Regions from separate parts of the Mus musculus genome. Here all the other regions are linked to region 6. The links are chromatin contacts, called in public Hi-C and HiChIP or PLAC-seq maps. All regions are on one chromosome and are shown on one strand. The core of a region is the stretch at or near the end of the contact, and the rest is flanking DNA. Distances in the headings are between cores, read along the strand shown. Region 1 overlaps Pparg (peroxisome proliferator activated receptor gamma). Region 2 overlaps Tmem40 (transmembrane protein 40). Region 3 has its middle 12 kb from the start of Pparg. Region 4 overlaps Gm38877 (a long non-coding RNA gene). Region 5 has its middle 24 kb from the start of Gm38877. Region 6 holds the start of Tsen2 (tRNA splicing endonuclease subunit 2).

Region 1 (3,370 bases), core at 590-3,089, 160 kb after region 6:
TGTAGTTCTGTTCTCAGAACAGGACAGTCTCTACAGGAAGAGCTAATTTGTCAGCACTTTCTGCCTGTATGCTTTGGTTGTGACCTCCATCATAATGATTTACATAAACATTCAAAGTTGCTAGTCAACAGTGAAAGCAGCATCCACAGCCAAACCACTTACTACATCTTGCATGTTTAACATATGGGAAACTGCTTTATCTATAAGAGATCACCACTATGACTTTTAAAAAAAAGTCAGCTAATATTATTTCTGGAGGCAGGCAGAATTCCTAACATCATGCATACCCTATCCCACTCCCTGGATTCACTCAGACTGTTCTGTGTCTTCAAGGCATAGTCTACAGACACAAGATGTCCCAGGACAGAGACAGTCTGAGGATAGTGTATCTAGCTACTCATATTCTATGTTTATTTTATGTTCATTGGATGATCAATCTATTTACAATCTCTAAAACCCAGAGACACAAAGTTCACAGCAGGCCAGGTTATATTTGCCTACTTATTCAACTACTTTACATAAGAAGTCCTGAAATAGGACTTTCTACACATCACAGTAGATATTAACGCATTCCAAGAGCAACTTATCCAGATTAATTTGCCTGAAATGGAACAAACAGTGAAAATTGACCCAAGAGATGGGGATTGGGGTAAAAAAGGAAATCATTGAGAACTTATCTAGGAATTATATCCCCAAAGGTTTGCAAGTATAATGCAGTGATAGACCAGTTTCCTGCCACCAAAAAGACCTTGGGTTCAATGTCCATCATTGCTGAACAAAACAAAACAGCTCCCCAAAGGTAATTTTGTAAGAGTTCTTTTAAAATGCTGCAGAAAGAGATGTCTTATAAAAAAAAGAAAACCTATGACCAAATTAATTATTTAAGTATCATAATATTGATACAAAAATGTGACCCTTTTCCCTCCTCCACAAAAGAAAACATTTAAAAGAGGAGTGGGTGGGCTACTGAAATGGCTGAATGGGAAAGAGAGTTTTCTGGCAAGACTGATGGCCTGTGCTATCAGAATCCTATGGTGAAAAGAGAGAGCCAGATTCCACAAGTTGTCCTCTAACCTTTACCATGTGCATGTGCCACACACACACACACACACACACACACACACACACACACACACACACACACACACACAGAGAGAGAGAGAGAGAGAGAGAGAGAGAGAGAGAGAGAGAGATACACACACACACACATATTGAAAAATGTCAGTCCTACTTATTAATATCAAATTAAAACTATAAGTAAAACTAATTAATTAAATCATATGCTTGGAAAATAAACTACCGTGATCAAATTGAACTTATCTCAGAAAAGGAAAGGCAATTTAATGCCAAAATTTGATAAATACATATAAGGCATTAGAAAAAAATTTAAAACAAGCCATATGATTATTTCAGAACATACAAAAACAAGTACTCTACATAGTTCTACCTTTGGGCTTGGGTTGTAGCTTAGTGGTACAATACTTGCCTAGTATGCTCAAGGACCTGTTCTTGACATTTCTTTTTTAAACTAAGAAAGTTTAATAACAGCAGTCTGTCTTAAACTTACAACTAATATGGTCCTAATTGTGAAATATGACAGTGCATTTCCTGAGGTATAGTCTATAAATAACCAGTTCCTTTTCCAACAGAAAAGGTTTCGCTAGAAAATAAATGTGTGTGTGTGTGTGTGTAGTGTGTATTGCAGGTTTATAGAAGACATTAAGATGTAAATACTCTGCAAGCTTTACAATTCAATAATAACATCATAAACAGCAACTTCACTGAACACTGGATTCATCACTTGTCATTTTTCTGTTCCTCTGTACATTGTACTGGAGTGATGACACACATCTTTCTACCGAAACTAGTTACCGGCTGCTTCGTTAGACTTCTTGATTTCTGTTTTCCACTGGTGTGCTAAAAAATGCTTAATTAGTCCCCCTGACATGAAGAAAATGCTCTGGTTTCTGGACTTATGAGACAAGGATTTCAAGTTCCAAAGATGATGTCTCTGAGGTAGGATGTCCACCACAGACACACAACGAGACAACAAATCTCAGCAATGTAAGAGCTAGGAAATACACTTTTTTGTGTGTCTGTTGCTCTTGTATTTAAATATCCTGTCTGCTTATAAGTTCACATAATTGAATACTCACTAACCATCTCTAACAATTGTAAAACCCCGAGATTTTACCATTAAGGAGCTACAAGCTGATCTGAGTGGGCTCCTGCATACTACTGCCCTCTCCTGCCTTCCAGATACTTCTTAGTCTCTTACACCTGTTCTTTCTGAGATTTTCTACTATTGCCCTCTACAGGTTTATTGGCTTTCTTCTTTCTATTCTTGAATGTGGAATGTCTTCAGCCATAGCTCCTGACATGGGAAGATTGTGTGTGTGAGTGTCTGTGTGTGCGTGTGCATGCATGTTTGTATGAATGTGTGTGTGTGACCCTAGGAGTTCATGCATGAATTGCAAGCTGAGCTGTATCTTTTCTTAAAGGTATGGAGAGTGCTCTTATTTCATCATACAATGTCTATCACAGTCTACTGAGGAGAGGTAGGAAGTAGGCAAATATACACAAATTGGTAATTTTTATTCTAAACTAAAATGTAGTCATTCCTCCATGTCTGAGGATGTATCCAACTACACAGTAAAAATATATTAAAAAAAATACATTAACAGGAAGGTACTGTTGCTCAGCATGTAAAGTATTTGATGACTTGAATTCAGCCCTTGTAGTTCACGTAAAGGTAGAAAGAGAGACCAACTCTACAAGCCATCCTCTGAGCTCCACACTTCTGCTGTGGCATTTGTTGCCCAAACTCATGTATCATATGTAGCCACGATAATCACAAATAAATATTCTAAAAGTACTCTGGCTATACTGAGCATGTAACAACCTTGTCCTGTTATTAGTCCCCAAACAACACAGTACAACAATTTTTCTGGCATTTATGCTGTATTGGGTATAATAAGTCATCTGAAGGCAATTTGAAGCAAAATGGCTAGGTTATATGCAAACAATACATTTCATACAGATCTTGGAGCCAGCTCCTATGGATACAAACTCACTGAGCTTTTCCATGTCCTATCCCTCTGACCATGAAGGCTGATTCTATTAGAGTGGTAGCTCAACCAATGCCAGTTAAAAATCTTCCTTAGATTTTTATAGAAAACTTACAAAATGTACTATTTATCTGGCTGTTATATCCTCAGATAAGCAAATAAAATTATTTTATTTGTATTAAAGAGCAGAGGGGAAAGGGGGGGGGAGAGGCTTTTGCTTCTTCTTCTTTTTTTTTTTTTTTTTTTTTTTTTCTTTTCTTGAGACAGGGTTTCTCTGTGTGGCCCTGGCTGTCCTAGAATTC
Region 2 (2,996 bases), core at 194-2,693, 190 kb before region 6:
CACTGAGTTTCTCATTTCTAGGACTCCGAAGGAGAGGTTCCGGCTCAGCGGAGGGTAAATATACAAGCTCCCGGGACAGCTGGAAGCTGTGCCAGGGGCCAGAGGGGACCACCAATGACCTGAGGCCAGTTCTGGCAGGGATGTCAATACATGCGTGATTCCGAAAGAAGTCTCCATCATGGGAGAGATGGAAGGAAGAAGAGGGCTAGGCCTATGGAGGGATGAGAAAGTCAGGGAGGGGTCCTGCTGTGAGCACCCCCTGACCCACAGACAAACACCCAGTGATGGAGTCTTTAAGTGGGGAGTGGTAACCTCCAAAACACATCTTTCTGTCTTTCATTGTTAAGGAGAAGTGGAGGCCTCTCAGTTAAGAAGACTGAACATAAAGAAGGATGGTAAGTTGGTGTCCAAGAGCTGTCCTCACCTGGCTGGTCCCGATTTCTGTGGATCCAAGATGGCTGGTGGCTGGAATGATAGTAACCCTAGCCACCTCTGTCAGGGGTCCCACAGTCAGCAGAGTCCTCAGCAATCTTGGTTGAGGGGACAAGCAGTGATGTCTATCTTTCCATGTAGGAACCGAAGGCCAGGGTTGGGGGCCTTAGAGCTACTGAAGGGCACAGCCTGGGTTTGGCATAGCCTAGGACTGGTGCCCAACCTACGCTCCTTTGGTTGTATGTGAGAGCACAGTGAGATCAATGCTTCACGAGCCGTGTGGTGGGGCACAGTTAGGGTGTGGGGGTTAGGAAGTTCCCCTGGAGAAGTGATGAGAGCTTCTTGGGCTTCCTCTGCTCCAAGCCTGGACTCCACGAGGACTTCAGGAAAGAGCTTGCGGATAGGAAAGAGAGACCTTGGGGTGTTCGTTTATGTAGATTTTTGAGACACAGCTTCTCTGCGTAGCCCTGGCTCTCAGGGAACTAGCTCTGTAGACCAGGATGCCCTCACGCTTAGGTCCTTTTCCCTCAGCATCCCCAGGACTAGAACTGCAGGAGTGCATGCTGGACTTCCCCTAAACTCTCTTTTGTATTCCCCTGAGTGAGAAAGAAGGGGGACCTTGCTGTCTATCCTGCTGACATCCCTTTTAAGAAGCATCGGAGATCCAGCCTCTCGTGCCTGTTAGCCTCAGAACGTCACACTTGGCATCTTTACGTGGTTTAATGCTCACTCAGGAAATTAATTCCTGAGCACCCCCGTGGGGCTGCGCTGGCGGCTCAGTCTGACGGAGAATCTCCTCTGAGACTTAGAGCCAGGGAGGCGGGAACCCATAAGCACAGATATAAACTCCAAGCTGAGTGGCTGTACACGTTCCAACAATAAAGAGGAGAGATGGATGGGCTGGAGAGGGGGCTCCTGGGTGCTAGTAACATGGGCTGGTCAGGAGCGAGAGCACTGTAGTGTATAAAACAGGAAGGGGCTGGGCCGGTGCTTTAGCCAATCAGTGTGCTTCCCCTTCCTTTCTCAGAGGACTGGAGTTTGGAGCACAGCACCTACATCAGATCCCCCACAAATGCCTGTAACTCCAGCTCCAAGGCATCTAACACCCCCTTCAGGCTTCTGTGGGTACTTACTTGATGCACACGTGCAAGCATATGTTCATGTGCACGCGCTCACGTGTGTGTGCGCGCGCACACACACACACACACACCGCAAAATAAAACTTAGAGTAGTCGGGCATGGTGATGCACATCTTTGACTCTTACACGCGTTCTCGCGACCGGCCAGGAAGAACGCAACAAACCGGAATCTTCTGCGGCAAAGCTTTATTGCTTACATCTTCAGGAGCCAGAGAGCAAGAGAGCAAGAGCAAGAGCTCTATTGCTTACATCTTTAGGAGCCAGAACGCAAGAGCGCAAGAGTGCAAGAGCGGGCTGGTGAGATGGCTCAGTGGGTAAGAGCACCCGACTGCTCTTCCAAAGGTCTGAAGTTCAAATCCCAGCAACCACATGGTGGCTCACAACCATCTGTAACAAGATCTGACGCCCTCTTCTGGAGTGTCTGAAGACAGCTACAGTGTACTTACATATAATAAATAAATAAATCTTTAAAAAAAAAAGAGTGCAAGAGCAAGAGAGCAAGCAAGCGAGAGAATAGCAAAACCCCGTCCCTTTTAAGGAGAATTATCCTCCGCCTAGGATGTGTCACTCCCTGATTGGCTGCAGCCCATCGGCCGAGTTGTCGTCACGGGGAAGGCAGAGCACATGGAGTGGAGAACTACCCTTGGCACATGCGCAGATTATTTGTTTACCACTTAGAACACAGGATGTCAGCGCCATCTTGTAACGGCGAATGTGAGGGCGGCTCCCAACATTTGACCCCAGCACTATGCTGGGAGAGACAGTTGGATCATCAGCTACCATTATACAGTGAAACCCTGTCTCATAAACAAACAAACAAACAAACAAATAGCTGGGTATGGTGGCACATGCTTTTAATCCTAGTACTCTGGAGCCAGAGGCAGGTGGATATCTGTGAAATCAAAGCCGGCTTGGTCTACACAGGGAGTTTCAAGTCACCCAAGGCAACACAGTAACACACACACACGCACATGCACACGCATACACACACACACACAGGAGAAACCTGGCATGCCAGGCATGGTACTGTGGCACTCACCTGTAACTCTAGTTGCTCTGACGGTTGAGGCAGAAGAATCCTAATTTGAAGGTCACCTTGGGCTGCGTAGAGACCCTGCCTTGAAAAACATCAAAAATTAAAAACGAGAGGGTTGTTGTGATGGCCTGAGTTGAGAGAGAGAGAGAGAGAGAGAGAGAACCATCCACCATCTTTTCTTGCAGATGAGTTTTTCCATTTTGTCCTTCTCTGCTTTGCCATCGGAGCCTTGCTGGTGTGTTACCACTACTATGCAGGTGAGGCCTGCGGGGGACCTGGGGAGGGGCTGTGTGGGCGGACAGGAGTCAACCTCCACTCCTACAATGAATAGCTAATTGTTGTCTCCTGGCTGCCTTGCAGACTGGTTCATGTCCCTCGGGGTCGGCCTG
Region 3 (2,889 bases), core at 229-2,728, 190 kb after region 6:
AGCATAATATTTTAATGTTATGTTCCAGTTTAAAATTTTCTGAGATTACAGGCTTTCCTCACAGTGCCTGGTCCATGCCCTCTTTCCTTCCTTCCCTCCCTTCCCTTCCTTCCCTTCCTTCCTTTCTTTTCAAACTCACCCTCCTCCTACATTGGACTCTTTGCAAGTAGCTTCTGTCTTTCATGCTAACAGAATACGGGCCAGAAGGACACACTCTGTAGGGTTGGACAGCCATAATTTTAACCTGGAAGTACTCTTAAGATTTATTTTGACCCTTTAGAAATAAGGTGTATGTGTGTGCATTGTGCAGACGTCAGCAGAGGCCAGAGGTGTCAGACACCCCTGGAGCTAAAACTGCAGGCAGTTGTGAGCCATCCAATCTGGGTGCTGGGAATTGAACTCAGGTCCTCTAACAACTGCAAGGTAGACTCTTACCTCTGTAAGCCTTCCTGAATGGGAAGACTTCAATAGTCAAAATCTCATTTCTTTCTTTTTTCTTTTTTTTTTTTTAATTGGAACTAAAGGACCCTGATATAGCTGACTCGTGTGAGGCTATGCCAGTGCCTGGCAAATATAGAAGTGGATGCTCACAGTCATCTATTGGATGGAACACAGGGCCCCCAATGGAGGAGCTAGAGAAAGCACCCAAGGAGCTCAAGGGATCTGCAACCCTATAGGTGGAACAACAGTATGAACTAACCAGTATCCCCAGAGCTCGTGTCTCTAGCTGCATATGTAGCAGAAGATGGCCTAGTTGGCTATCACTGGGAAGAGAGGCCATTGGTCTTGCAAACTTTATATGCCCCAGTACAGAGAAATGCCAGGGCCAAGATGTGGGAGTGGGTGGGTAGGGGAGCAGGGCGGGGGAAGGGTACAGGGAACTTTCGGGATAATATTTGAAATGTAAATAAAGAAAATATCTAATTAAAAAAAAAAAAAACCTCCTCATTTCTAATCCAGTTGCTGTTCCTCCTTCCATCATTCAGCACTTCTTATACACAAGAAAGTTTTGGGCCATCTCTGTGATGGAAAACCCAAAAACATCCCAGAGTCCAAGGTTCAGGCTGGATAGCCAATGCTTGTTTTATTGTGTGAACTACACAGTCTAAGCTCCGGTCCAGGCAGAGAATTGCCTTCCCAACCATCTGAGAGCTGTCACTTAAGATGCTATCTCACACAAAAAATCTTTTCCTTCTCACGGAAAAAAAAATGTTTAATCCCAATAGCTTTCGGTAAGAAAGGCAAGCTGTGGAAACCATAAACATATTCAATGTGTGGAGGAAACAGTTGGTATTCGGTAAACAGTAAGTAATTTATTGACTTGGCTAGATTCCCTTGGACTCTAGTATATAGTTAACTCTTAATTACCTCAGAGCAAATTGACTATTTGGTAAATTCTTTGGAATGTTATTGAGCCATCTCAACATCATCTGGCTAAATTCTAGGCTCACAGGAGTATGACTAAGACAGCCACGTGGTTACTTGAGCTGAATGGTGGGCTGGGCCAGGGCTGGCTGTCCAACTCTACAGAGTGTGTCCTCTGTCCTGTGTTCTGTTAGCATGAAAGACAGAAGCTACCCTCAAAGAGTCCAATGTAGGAGGAGGGTGAGCTTGAGAAAGAAAGGATAGAAAGAAAGAAAAATAGGTGTGGCCCAGGCACTGTGGGGAAGGCCTGTACTCTTAGTTGTGAGGCCACTGGAGGAGGCTCTCAAGTTCAGTGGTAGCCTGGGTGATTTAAGGAAATCTGTCTCCAGAGGAAATGGTGGAGCAATAGGAGGGAGAGGAGAAGGCAGATGTAGGGGGAGGAAAAAGGGAGAAGGGGAGGAAACAGTGATGGCAGAAAAGGGAGGGAGGGCCCAAGAGGGAGCGGGAGAGGGAGTAAGAGAGCACTGTCATGTGACAGTGAGGGCAACTGGTGGCTTTGGTGAGAGGCTAGATAGTTCAGGGCAGTTTACTGAACACCTACTGCAGACACCGTCAGATGAGCCATTTGACTATCAGTTTTTAACTTTAGTCTTTATTAGTATCAAAACATTATCTTAAAACTACAGATGAGGAAACAGATACATAGAAAGACCTCGACTACAGTTGTAGCTTGGGCTGGTTTCAAATTCTTAGCAATTCCCCTGCCTCAGCATCATAAGTGCTAGGATTACAGCCTCAGTCACCTTGGCTAGGCTCCATCTAGATTTCTTTATGGGTTTTTGTTTTGTTTCTTCTCTCTCTCTCTCTCTCTCTCTCTCTCTCTCTCTCTCTCTCTCTCTCTCTTTCTTCTTCCTTCCTTCCTTCCCTCCCTCCCTCCCTTCCTTCCTTTCTTTTTGCAAGTTAATTATTGTTGTATTTTAGACTAGTGACACAAGTCTACCAAGAGGTGGGCTCAGGTGAGTTCATCTCACTTTTGAGGGGCGCTTTTGGCCTTTGCTGGCCCACCATGGTCATGAGAAAGCACAGCTACAGGAACTGTTCTGAGTCCTGGCAGTGGAATACTAATTCTTGATGTCTTTTTTCCCCCGAAGAGTTTTGAGGTTTTTTTCCTGTTTGTTTGTTTGTTTTTGCATCCAGATTCTAGCTTCTCCACCCTCCTCTCTTCTCAGTCCCTCCTTCTCTCTCACCTCACCTCCCTGTCACCCTCCCTTCCTCCCTTTCTCCTCAGAAAAAGGGACACCTCCCATGGATATCAATCCACTTTGGCAAATCATGTTGCCATAGGACGAGGCTCATCTTCTATTGTGGTTAAGGGGAAAGGGCTCCAAAGGCAGGCAGGTAGCAGAGTCAGATACAGCTCCTGCTTTTAACAGGGTATCTTTTTTATCGTTGTCTTTAATAGGAAGACATCCTATGCTAAGGAGAAAGTGCAGAGAAAGCAGAAGAGGTGAGGGATTGATGAGG
Region 4 (3,207 bases), core at 255-2,754, 230 kb after region 6:
GAGGGAGGGAAAACATCATAACCACAGAGAATAGAAGTCTACAACCAGTATTTAGTGCTGGGGAAAACGTCTAAGTGCCTCGTTATGTTTAAGGGTCCTATTGCACTGTGACTCCCTGTGACTGATAATTTATAGTGTGTCTTTAAGAAAATAGTACACTACATGTTTTATTTATAAGGGAAAAAAACCAAATGTCAGGAAGATTTCCTTCCTGGATAGTTTATGTTATGGTGCCAGGGATGGAACTCGGGGCTTCCAGCAGGCTAAACACACATTCTACCACTGAGTCACACCCCGCCCAGGATCTGATTTTATAAGCTTGGCTACTTTTCCATGGCCATCCAGGAAACCAGCAGGCTACCCAGGTTGCACTCCTCCTCTGAGGGTTCTGTGGGGCCAAGTTATAGTCTGTGTAAACACGGAAGGCAGAGGTTAATGGGCACCGCTTCAGCAAAGGCTTTAGTACGAAGCTCTTTGCAGGGTGACCTGGTAGCAACGTGCCTCTATATCACATTTCTTCCCTTCCTTATCAGGCCCCCTAGGGTGCACGACAGATAAGCATAGGACCAGGTACATAATCTCCCAGGTGAATTAGATGACAAGAACAAGTTGAGTTTTATTTAAACATTTGTCTATCTATCTATCTATCTATCTATCTATCTATCTATCTATCTATCCATCCATCCATCTATCGTGAGTGTGTAATGCATGTCTGTGCATGCCACATATGCAAAGTAGAGGTCAAAGGAAAACTCTGGGGAGTCAGTAGTCTCCTTCCACCATGTGGGTTCTGGGAAAGAACTCAGGCTGCCAAAGCTTCGCAGCACGTGAGCACTTAGTTTGGTAACAGGGAGTTTGAGGTAGCTCTTTGCCTCTCGGCCGTACCATCTGTCCCTTGCTCATCTCACTGCCAGGAGAGAGACTTCTGCCTTGGCCATCATCTCTGGTCAAAGCAAATATCCAGTAGGAAGCAGGTAAAGGGAGCCTTCCCCGGGGTGCAGACAGATCTCTGGGCGACCCGAGTGCACATCTGTGCCTTTCCAGTGACTCACCTGCATGTGAGGATAAATTATTCCTCAAAATGTGTGGAGCTGGAGCACCAATGGGATTGAGCTTTTTGTGAAATGCTGACTCACTGGGATGCATGGAGCCAGAAGCTTATGCAATTGCTCTTTTATCTCCGGAAGATCTTTAGTAATTGCGGGCACTCCCCTTATTTCAATAGCTTCAGAGAGGGACTGTTGACACCTTAGATTAAGCCAGTGGATACTTGCCACCCTTTTCCATTCATAAAGTCAAAGAACTAGGAGGTACTGAAATTAAGGACTGGACTTAATTTTTTTAAGCTTAAAATATTCATAGTCTTCTTTTTAAAAAGATCAATTTTGTGGGTTTTTTTTTTTTTTTTTTTTTTTTTTTTGCTTTTGTACCTGTGCACGCATGCGCACACGTACACGCATGCGCACACGGGCTAGTGCTAAAAATCCCATCTTTCTGGAGCTGGATGGCAGCTGTGAGCGTCTGTCCTCAGAGTGCTGAGGCACACACTGCGGACAGATGAACAGCGAAAACGCTCATCTCCCCCACCTCATTTCTCACAGGGCACTTGGCAGACACAGAAGCAGATTCAAAGAGTCAACTTCATGGTTGATCTTTTTCCCCCTCGGATAAAGCATAAAATCTGTGAGAGACCTCAGAGAGGAAGCCGTCTACCAGAAAACATAATGAAAACATGGGGACAGCCAAAATAGTAACCACGTCCTCCCCACGATGAACAAAACCCAAAGGCTGAACGTTAAGTCAAGAGAGGCAGTTGGCCCCTGGTCCCCGAAGCAGAATCTTAGATTTTTGTAAAGAAATTGTATGATTTCTCCCCTCTGTGAAATGATAAAGAGAAATGTGCTGGGGTTGAACAAGCCCAGTGGGTGGACTGAGCTCTTTAGTGAATCAGGCAGAAGTGGGACTTACTCCACAGTTGTAACCCTTTAAATGCTGGGAGGAATACGGCAAAGCTATTGAAGGCAGCATGTTGGTGGTGGTAATGATTACTTAGAAGTGAAGGGATAATTTTGGAAGTATGCCTGGCTTCAGGGAAGAATGGCTCTTCATTTAACTACCCACGTGATGGACGTGTTTCAGGTGAGCTGTTGAAGTTTCTCTGAGCTCTGGGAGATTCAGAGGCAATTTCTTTGACCATATCTCATTCCCTCATGCACACACACACACACACACACACACACACACACACCTATTTTTACCTAAAGTGGGAACCCAGCCATGCACAATCATTGTCCATGAGACCTGACAATGCAGTATAGTTCTGTTTTCAGGGATGGTGGCATTACTGGTACCAGATCTGACCTCCTGCTGGATGAAAATCTATGAAACGACATTGGAGCATACAGACCACAGTACTGAGACCTTCAGGAGAAGCCGCAAGTAAAGAAACCCTGTAGGTTACCTTGGCTGTCAGGACTTCTGTCTGGGATGGAGGAACTCACAAAGAGTGTGCCTGTCTTCCTGAACAAGGAGATAGAGATTCGGGTTCTGAGAGGCTGATGAGATACAGTTTTCCATGAGGAAAAACAGCTCCAGAACTATTGTCTGAGTTCTTTAGTTTGTGGCTGGATGGTAAACCGAGCAGCCATAGGATGACCCTACCCAAGGCAAATTCACTGGGAAGAGCATAGCTCTCAGGAGTCCCAGATAGGCAATCCACAGAGCTCAAACACTAGGAGATGGCTTTGTTTGTTTGTCTGCCTTTTGAGAAAATTGGCCAAGGCTGGTCTTGAACTCACTATGTAGCTCTAAGGCTGGCTTTGAATGCTGATCCTCCTGTTTCTACTCCCCAGAATGTTGGGTTTGCAGGCATATATCACCATGACTGGCTAAGTACAGTCCTCTTCAAATATCTGGGGTATTCAGTTAGAGATTCAGAAAGACCAAGCCTTAAAACTAGAGCTAACTTGGGGCCAGCCAGAGAGCTCAGTGGTTAAAGGTGTTTGCTGCTAAGCTTGGCCACCTAAGTCTGAGCCAAAGAACCCACAAGCTGGAGTAAGAGAACCAACTCCCAAAAGTTGTGTTCTGACCTCCACACATGGCCATGGCAATGGCTGAAAATGTACACCCATAGACAGACAGACAGACAGACAGACAGACAGACAGACACACACACACACACACACACACACACACACACACTGAACT
Region 5 (3,198 bases), core at 605-3,104, 250 kb after region 6:
ACTTAGCAAGAATTAATGTATGTATTTCCTGACTGTGGATCTCTAATCTGGTTGGTTTGGCCTTTTTGTTTTAGATTTATATGTTTTATGCGGTTTGCTGTTTTATCTGTATGGATGGTCAGAGGAGGTCAGATCCCTTAGACCTGGGGTTACAGGGAGTTTTGAACTCTCACATGGGTTTGGGAATCAAACCCGGGGCCTTTGTAAGAACAGCCTGTGCTGTGAACCACTGAGCCCCTGGTGTAATCTACTGAAATCTTGGCCTTCCTTACAGAAGGAAGACGAACATCACAAAACAGCAGTGCCTGGACACATTTTTAATATTGTGCTTACTTTGGTAATCTTTCATTAAATTGCTCCTGTCACGTAGGGCAAATGTTTTAATTAAAATGGTATTTCAATCAGTCAGCAGCCCCAGGCTTGAAGCGGTGGTAAGGATAAGATACTGCCAGAGAGCCCAATCCTATTTTCCAAGGTACTTGCTCTCTATGGAGCACCTCCTGCTGCTGGCCTGCCTCCTCTGGGCTGGAGGCTGTGGGCATGGATCCAGATGTGACTCAGCCTCTCCCACCACTGCAGATGCACCACTGGGTACGCATGCAAGGCACCTGCTCTTCTCCACTGAAGGGGTCAAGCCCTGTGCATCCTCAGAGGAGTCTGTATCAAGAAGCACCTTCTTCTTCCTGTTGATAATGGCCCTGTGCTTAGCTGCAGCTGTCTGCCTGGTATCTGAAGACCAGCTAGGGAGTCTCTCTGCCATATACAGTGGGTGGCAGGGCTGGCTCTAGTGGGGACTAAACTGGTAATAAATGGTGTTTAAAGACTCAGATCTCCATGGCAGGGAACAAGAACCACCTTAGGGTGTGATATGGGGACTATGGAGAGACAAAACACCACTTAAAGATGTATGTGACCCACATCCCTGAATAGTCAGAATAAATTCATTACAGTCTGTTGGGAACATTGAAGTTCCGTGTCAAAACCTTTTTAGGAAATAGCATTCGAGACCCAAAGAAAGAAACTTTAACAGCTACTGGATCTTAAAGATGCTATTTATGGGTTATGGATTTTCTAGCACATGCCCTGTCTTACAGGACTTCTTTTCCACAAGTCCTGAGAACCCAGGACTTTGAATGGGGTTCCAGGTTCTGGAAGGATGGCTTGAGCAGACGTCAGTGCTTTAAAGAGGTGATTTGGGTGTTTGTAGTTGTCCCAGTTCTAAATAAATGAACATTAGCTTAGCACTCAGAGAGCTGAATCCGGCCCTACAGAGAAGGCTGGGGGGGTCACGAGTATCCTTTTACATTAGCATTGAGCTAGGTATCCCCTAAGGATTCAAACACATAAATTACAGGAGGTTTGTTTGTTTGTTGTCTTGGCTTCTTTTTGGTTGGAATCTAGCCTTTAACAGCTGGGCTGTCTCTCCCGTTTGACTCTGACATCTTTCAGGCAGACAGAATGGTCTCTGAAAGGTCTCTGCAGTCTCGTGGTCAGTGTAGCAGCGATAAGGCTTAGATCCCTGGTCCCTGGGTCATCAGAGAGCTCAGTAGTAAACTGTGAGATGGGGGTGGGGCTATAAAGGTGGGGACTATGTGGCCAAGCTTAAGGGAAAGAGAGCCCATCTTGCCCCCAAGATGTGAGCAGACAAGAGAACACAAGTTGTAGTGGGGTCAGGACAGTTCGGAGAGCTTTAATCTGGAGCAGGGGACTTTCGGGGCAGCAAGCTCAGGGTGGATTTGGTTTCTGTTTGCTGAAGGCCTTGATGATAAGCTCCAGATCGGAGCTTGTGCTCTAGGCAGTGGGGAATTATTCTGGGCATGTGAGTCAGGGATGCACGATGACGAAAGTGGAGCTCCAGGCTTTATCTGGCCTAGCATTTGACAAAGGATGGGGGAAGCTGATTCTGAGAGTAGAGAACACATGGTGAGGCCATAATTTAGGGTTTTGAACAAAGGCAGCGTTCACTTTTGAAAACTGTCACATCAAAGTCCAAAATGGTGGCCTAATTAGTGAGCAGTTGGAGATGCAGGTTGTCTGGTTTGGCAAGAATAGATTCATCCCTGGAGCCTGCCTACCCCCTCAAGGTCAGGAGATTGTGAAGAAGAAGAGATGGCTGGGAAATCCTGCCCCTCTGGATGGAAAGGTTCTCTAGGTTTGCTTCATGTTCAGTTTTAACACATGAATATCTATAACAGTATTTTTAGACAAAAAAAACAAAACAAAACAAAAAACTCCAGACAGCCTGGGGAGGGGTATAGCTCAGCGATAGAGCATGCACCGAACATGTCCAGGCTCTGGGTTGGATCACCAGCACAAAACAAATAAAAAAAAACTGAACACGAAAGCCTGCACTGTCTGTGACACTGGACAGTTCTCTGAGAAGGTTCATTTTGTGGTAGGGTGTTTGAAAGAACATCAAATATTAAAAACAATCCCCTCTTTCAATAATTTTCTGTTATTTCAAAAGGCCACTGATCTGAGAGAAGCCAAGTTCCAAGATTAAAAAGAAGACAACAAACTAACACATAGACATGGAATTCCCATACACGCCATCGCCCTAGAAGTCTGGCTTACGCCTCTAAGACTACCCACCCATCTACTCAAATTAGCCTGTCCCATTCCCAAGCCATCTGCGCACAGCATCACGTTGCAATTACCAGCTCAAAAACTAGCTTTTTGAGAAATCTCAGCCACTTAAGGCAAAACTCCAGGGGAGGCCTATTCTTAATACATTTTTTTGTTGATATTTATCTCTCAGCTGTGGTATGAAATACTGATTTCTTACAACATAGGCATGTATTTACCAGTCAGATGGCGGCAGCTGTGAACTGGTGGGGGCTGTTACACCTGCCCACCCTTTCTAAGGCCCAGTGGGTCTGCTTTTGCTGTCTGTTTGTTTGTTTGTGGGTGTTTTTTTGTTGTGTGTGTGCTCACGTGGGCATTTGCACATGCACATGCATGCCCGTGGTACTGGAAGATCTCAGTGAGTCGTTACAAGTGTGGCGTTAAGTGTGTTGCCTTCTAAGTCCCTCTCCATGTCAGGGAGAGAGAGGAAGGAAAGTCACTTGGCACTGATGGCAGTATATCAACAACTTACAAGGACAGTGAAGAAACCAAGGCAAGGAAGGCCCTGCCACTCAGTCTTCTCGTTGGTCACTCTGAAGACGATCTTAACTGGCGTATTTAGAAAATACAAAA
Region 6 (2,962 bases), core at 55-2,554:
TTGCTTCTTTTCCTAGTGCTGGGAATTGAACTCAGGGCCTGGATCATTCAAAGAAAACTCTCTATCAAAGGAGCCACAGTCCCAGCCCAGCCACATTCTTTTTTTTGTTTGTTTGCTTTTTTGTTTTTTCGAGACAGGGTTTTTCTGTGTAGCCCTGGCTGTCCTGGAACTCACTCTGTAGACCAGGCTGGCCTCAAACTCAGAAATCCGCCTGCCTCTGCCTCCCAAGTGCTGGGATTAAAGGCGTGCACCACTATCGCCCGGCTGCCCAGCCACATTCTTATTCCCATTGTACAAGTGAGAAGAATGGCTTGCAGCGTGTGTGTGTGTGTGTGTGTGTGTGTGTGTGTGTGTGTGTGAATGTATCTGCAAAGACTGTTAAGGAGAAACCTGCTCATGCCTGTCACCAGAGCACCACAAAGCATATTTCTGTCCATCAAAAGCAAGGCCTGTCCTTCATTCTTCTCTTAATCTGCTAGCCTAATATTCATTTAAAAATTTCGGTTTTGCTGACACGTGGCCTTGTTATGCAGCTTTGGCTAGCTTTAAACTATGATCTTTCTGCCCCAGCCTCCCATGTACTACAGCTAAAAGCACGAACCATGACACCCAATGGTCAGCCCAACCCCGCTCTATATGCTTCTACCGTCAATCCAAGCACAAAGCATACAGTAAAAGGTGGGTCCATATCACTTTCCAACACTCTTGGATCAGGGGTCAAAGAAGCCTCTCTTATGGCAAACTTACTCATGGTCTCTTAGCATGTATTTTATTTATTTATTTATTTATTTATTTATTTATTTATTTATTATTTTGAGATGAGGCCACACGTAGCCCAGGCTGGCTCCAAACGTGATATGTAGCTGAGGAAACTTAAAACCAGCTTGATGCTCTCGCTTCCATCTCTGGAAGTTGGGATTACAGGCGGGCAGCAGCTTGGTTGGATGCGGTGCTAGGAGTAGACAACAGGCTGCCAACCGAGTCCCATCCTCAGCCCCTCGTGGGCTCCTCATCATTTGCAAACACACTTTCATCTGTGTCCCCCACTGCACAGCTCCTGGGCCGAGGTGCAGGGCTGAGGGCCAAGGCAGACCAGCTTGGGGCTGGGGCAGATGGCATCTGTCAGCGAGAGCGAAGCGCTCCGCAGCCCTCGGGACGCTGTGCCCATGCGCGCTTGAGTGACAGCCACAGCTCCCACCCCGCTCCCGCCTGAAGTCGCTCGCACGCTGGACACAGAACGCGAGAAACAGGACTACTCAGTCTTACCTTTCGCCGCCACGCGCGCCCACCGTTACCCGGCAACCGGGGGGCGGCGCTGCAGCCGTCAAGCAGTGCGGCCGCAAAACCAGTTGCACGCAGCCGCAAAAGGGACTGGCTGTGTCCTAGCACAGCACGCCTGCGCACTGTACCGCTGACGATACATTCCGCCCCATCCCCCGGCTAAGTCTAATGAGGAAGGCTAAGGGGTAATATATCCCGCCTTAATTCTCACAGCAACCCCCAAGGTTTGTTTGTTTGTTTGTTTGTTTTCCTTTTGAGATTACATAGGTCTCACTGTATAGCCTTGGTTTGCCTGGAACTCACTTTGTAGCCCAGATTGGCCTTGAACTCATGGAGGGACACCTGCCTTTGCATTGCCAGTGCTCACTGCCTGTAAGTTCTAACACAAGGTCCATTTTTTAGAGATGAGATATGAAGCAACCTGCCCCAAAAGGCTGCCCTTGACCTCAGTGTGATATGAGATTTTTTTCAGCAGTGAACCCTGAATGCTACCAGGGAAGATGTGCCCACTGGAGCAATAATGGTGCGAAGGTTACAGAGGCAAACCCACATTACTGATTGACTCTGAGGCTGTTCGACGGAGGGAACTCATGCCTGGTATTGTAAACCTGATCTAAAGTCTCAGGAAGTCAAAGGCCCTGAGGAGAAACTGACTAGTATCTTGTTAAATGAAGAGGCCCAGCTACTTCCAATTTTTTTGGTTATACCCACAGCTTAGTGTTACCTTCGCCCCTGGCCAGAGAAGCTCCTCTCTGCAGAGGGCTGTGGTGACTACACAGGCTCAGTACTGGTCAAAATGCTGGCAAGTGACTGCTGAGAGCTCAGCTTTAAATGGGGTATCTATATTAACCCTTGCCTGCCCGAGGCTGAGGAAACATGGAAAAGGAGGGTGATGCAGAAAGGAGGCAAGAGCCAGAGGATGGGAGAGTGCTGTCTTCTGAACATGACAGAGCCCAAGGCATTCACGGACTCACAGCAGACTTGGGTACCTACATAAGGCGTGGTCAAGATCAAGCCTGAAAGATCAGTTAACCTTCTAGCCGGCAGTACTGACTGTATTTGATGGATGACCAAAAAGATAAAGGGCAAAGGGAATGAAGATAGGAAGGGATGAAGGGATGTGTGGGCAAGTAGAGGGATGGGAGGGGAGAGCTGGGGGTGGCTGTAGTCAAGATACACTGTATGAAACTGTTTAAGAATACACAAAAGATAACAACAAAATGTAAAACAAAGAATGCAGACAGGCAGGTAAAGTTTCTGTCAGGTGTGGTGGTGAGTGCCTTTAATCCTAGCATTTGGTAAGAAGCAGCCAGATCTCTATGAATCGAAGACCAGTCTGGTCTACATAGCAAGTTCCAGATCAGCCTAGACTATATAGTGAAATCCGCCTCCCCTTCCTCCCTCCTTCCTTCCCTTCCTCCCTTTCTTCCTCCCCACCCTCCCCTTCCCTAGGTTGGGGTGTGAATTAGTTGTAGAGCAATTGCCTATCATGCAGAGGTCCTGGGGTCCATAAAAACAAAACAAAACAAAACATAAAAATGTTTCTCACATTTCCAACTTTTGCTATCTTGTTTCTTTCATATTCTTCATATCTCAACCTCCTTATTGGACTATTTGAAGATAATTCCTACCCACACATGGTGGTATGTATTTATAGTCACAGTTACTATGGTAGCTGAGA

The links. HiChIP or PLAC-seq counts read pairs in DNA pulled down with a chosen protein or histone mark. Hi-C and Micro-C count contacts between places; a contact is called where the count stands out from the background.
Region 1: a contact with region 6 is called in a Hi-C map of bone marrow-derived macrophages, with 2.4 times the contacts expected there. The contact joins the enhancer-like site here to the promoter of Tsen2 in region 6. A contact is called at or near these places in 10 of 39 promoter capture datasets (3T3-L1-derived adipocytes, the C10 cell line, the HPC-7 cell line and 7 more), 2 of 15 datasets of contacts at CTCF or cohesin (the NIH/3T3 cell line and stem cell-derived epiblast-like cells), 21 of 484 Hi-C or Micro-C datasets (the BV-2 cell line, the C2C12 cell line, the G1E-ER4 cell line and 14 more), 6 of 115 datasets of contacts at active chromatin or transcription factors (the NIH/3T3 cell line, bone marrow-derived macrophages, embryonic stem cells and 2 more) and 5 of 9 other capture datasets (adipose tissue, bone marrow-derived macrophages, embryonic stem cells and 2 more).
Region 2: a RAD21 HiChIP or PLAC-seq map of embryonic stem cells shows a contact between it and region 6, with 9 times the contacts expected there. The contact joins the enhancer-like site here to the promoter of Tsen2 in region 6. A contact is called at or near these places in 7 of 39 promoter capture datasets (the 3T3-L1 cell line, embryonic stem cells, hippocampal neurons and 2 more), 3 of 15 datasets of contacts at CTCF or cohesin (embryonic stem cells, large pre-B cells and pro-B cells), 16 of 484 Hi-C or Micro-C datasets (the HL-1 cell line, LSK cells, Th1 cells and 7 more), 2 of 115 datasets of contacts at active chromatin or transcription factors (both in embryonic stem cells) and 3 of 9 other capture datasets (adipose tissue, liver and pancreatic islet).
Region 3: a FOXA1 HiChIP or PLAC-seq map of pancreatic cancer cells shows a contact between it and region 6. The contact joins the enhancer-like site here to the promoter of Tsen2 in region 6. A contact is called at or near these places in 17 of 39 promoter capture datasets (the 3T3-L1 cell line, the HPC-7 cell line, HPC-7-derived erythroid cells and 12 more), 9 of 484 Hi-C or Micro-C datasets (the AML12 cell line, the G1E-ER4 cell line, LSK cells and 5 more), 12 of 115 datasets of contacts at active chromatin or transcription factors (bone marrow-derived macrophages, embryonic stem cells, extraembryonic endoderm stem cells and 4 more) and 4 of 9 other capture datasets (adipose tissue, liver, macrophages and 1 more).
Region 4: a FOXA1 HiChIP or PLAC-seq map of pancreatic cancer cells shows a contact between it and region 6. The contact joins the enhancer-like site here to the promoter of Tsen2 in region 6. A contact is called at or near these places in 11 of 39 promoter capture datasets (the 3T3-L1 cell line, the C10 cell line, the HPC-7 cell line and 7 more), 2 of 15 datasets of contacts at CTCF or cohesin (both in the NIH/3T3 cell line), 8 of 484 Hi-C or Micro-C datasets (the G1E-ER4 cell line, the HL-1 cell line, bone marrow-derived macrophages and 3 more), 13 of 115 datasets of contacts at active chromatin or transcription factors (CD8 T cells, the NIH/3T3 cell line, a beta-TC-6 cell line and 10 more) and 6 of 9 other capture datasets (adipose tissue, bone marrow-derived macrophages, embryonic stem cells and 3 more).
Region 5: a contact with region 6 is called in an H3K4me3 HiChIP or PLAC-seq map of bone marrow-derived macrophages, with 5 times the contacts expected there. The contact joins the enhancer-like site here to the promoter of Tsen2 in region 6. A contact is called at or near these places in 11 of 39 promoter capture datasets (the 3T3-L1 cell line, HPC-7-derived erythroid cells, cranial neural crest and 6 more), 3 of 15 datasets of contacts at CTCF or cohesin (the NIH/3T3 cell line and large pre-B cells), 8 of 484 Hi-C or Micro-C datasets (Th1 cells, Th2 cells, bone marrow-derived macrophages and 4 more), 19 of 115 datasets of contacts at active chromatin or transcription factors (CD8 T cells, the NIH/3T3 cell line, PVALB interneurons and 14 more) and 4 of 9 other capture datasets (adipose tissue, embryonic stem cells, liver and 1 more).

Annotation. Positions count from the first base shown.
Region 1 is chr6:115,379,275-115,382,644 of GRCm38.p6, reverse strand. All of the region lies in intron 1 of Pparg (peroxisome proliferator activated receptor gamma), which reads right to left. Among named protein-coding and RNA genes, the nearest start is that of Pparg, 19 kb to the right of the region's middle. Within about 2 kb of position 1,839, at least 6 of the 459 cell types and tissues checked have an H3K27ac peak or open chromatin away from gene starts, as enhancers often do. A contact at or near this core is called in bone marrow-derived macrophages, where this site is marked.
Region 2 is chr6:115,731,053-115,734,048 of GRCm38.p6, reverse strand. Tmem40 (transmembrane protein 40) reads left to right here. Exons shown (of 12, transcript NM_144805.2): 7 at 22-54; 8 at 348-395; 9 at 2,793-2,864; 10 at 2,968-2,996. Among named protein-coding and RNA genes, the nearest start is that of Gm24008, 8.7 kb to the right of the region's middle. Within about 2 kb of position 1,443, at least 12 of the 459 cell types and tissues checked have an H3K27ac peak or open chromatin away from gene starts, as enhancers often do. A contact at or near this core is called in embryonic stem cells, where this site is marked.
Region 3 is chr6:115,348,485-115,351,373 of GRCm38.p6, reverse strand. No RefSeq gene overlaps it. Among named protein-coding and RNA genes, the nearest start is that of Pparg, 12 kb to the left of the region's middle. Within about 2 kb of position 1,478, at least 30 of the 459 cell types and tissues checked have an H3K27ac peak or open chromatin away from gene starts, as enhancers often do. A contact at or near this core is called in the AML12 cell line, bone marrow-derived macrophages, macrophages and 1 more, where this site is marked.
Region 4 is chr6:115,311,293-115,314,499 of GRCm38.p6, reverse strand. It overlaps Gm38877 (a long non-coding RNA gene), which reads left to right. Exons shown (of 3, transcript XR_869368.1): 2 at 2,331-2,452. Among named protein-coding and RNA genes, the nearest start is that of Gm38877, 4.2 kb to the left of the region's middle. Within about 2 kb of position 1,504, at least 41 of the 459 cell types and tissues checked have an H3K27ac peak or open chromatin away from gene starts, as enhancers often do. A contact at or near this core is called in the HL-1 cell line, the NIH/3T3 cell line, hippocampal neurons and 3 more, where this site is marked.
Region 5 is chr6:115,291,452-115,294,649 of GRCm38.p6, reverse strand. No RefSeq gene overlaps it. Among named protein-coding and RNA genes, the nearest start is that of Gm38877, 24 kb to the left of the region's middle. Within about 2 kb of position 1,854, at least 16 of the 459 cell types and tissues checked have an H3K27ac peak or open chromatin away from gene starts, as enhancers often do. A contact at or near this core is called in PVALB interneurons, bone marrow-derived macrophages, cerebral cortex and 3 more, where this site is marked.
Region 6 is chr6:115,543,033-115,545,994 of GRCm38.p6, reverse strand. It overlaps Tsen2 (tRNA splicing endonuclease subunit 2), which reads right to left and starts at 1,304. Exons shown (of 12, transcript NM_199033.2): 1 at 1,267-1,304. Gm36355 (a long non-coding RNA gene) reads left to right here and starts at 1,348. Exons shown (of 7, transcript XR_869382.3): 1 at 1,348-1,653; 2 at 1,754-1,878.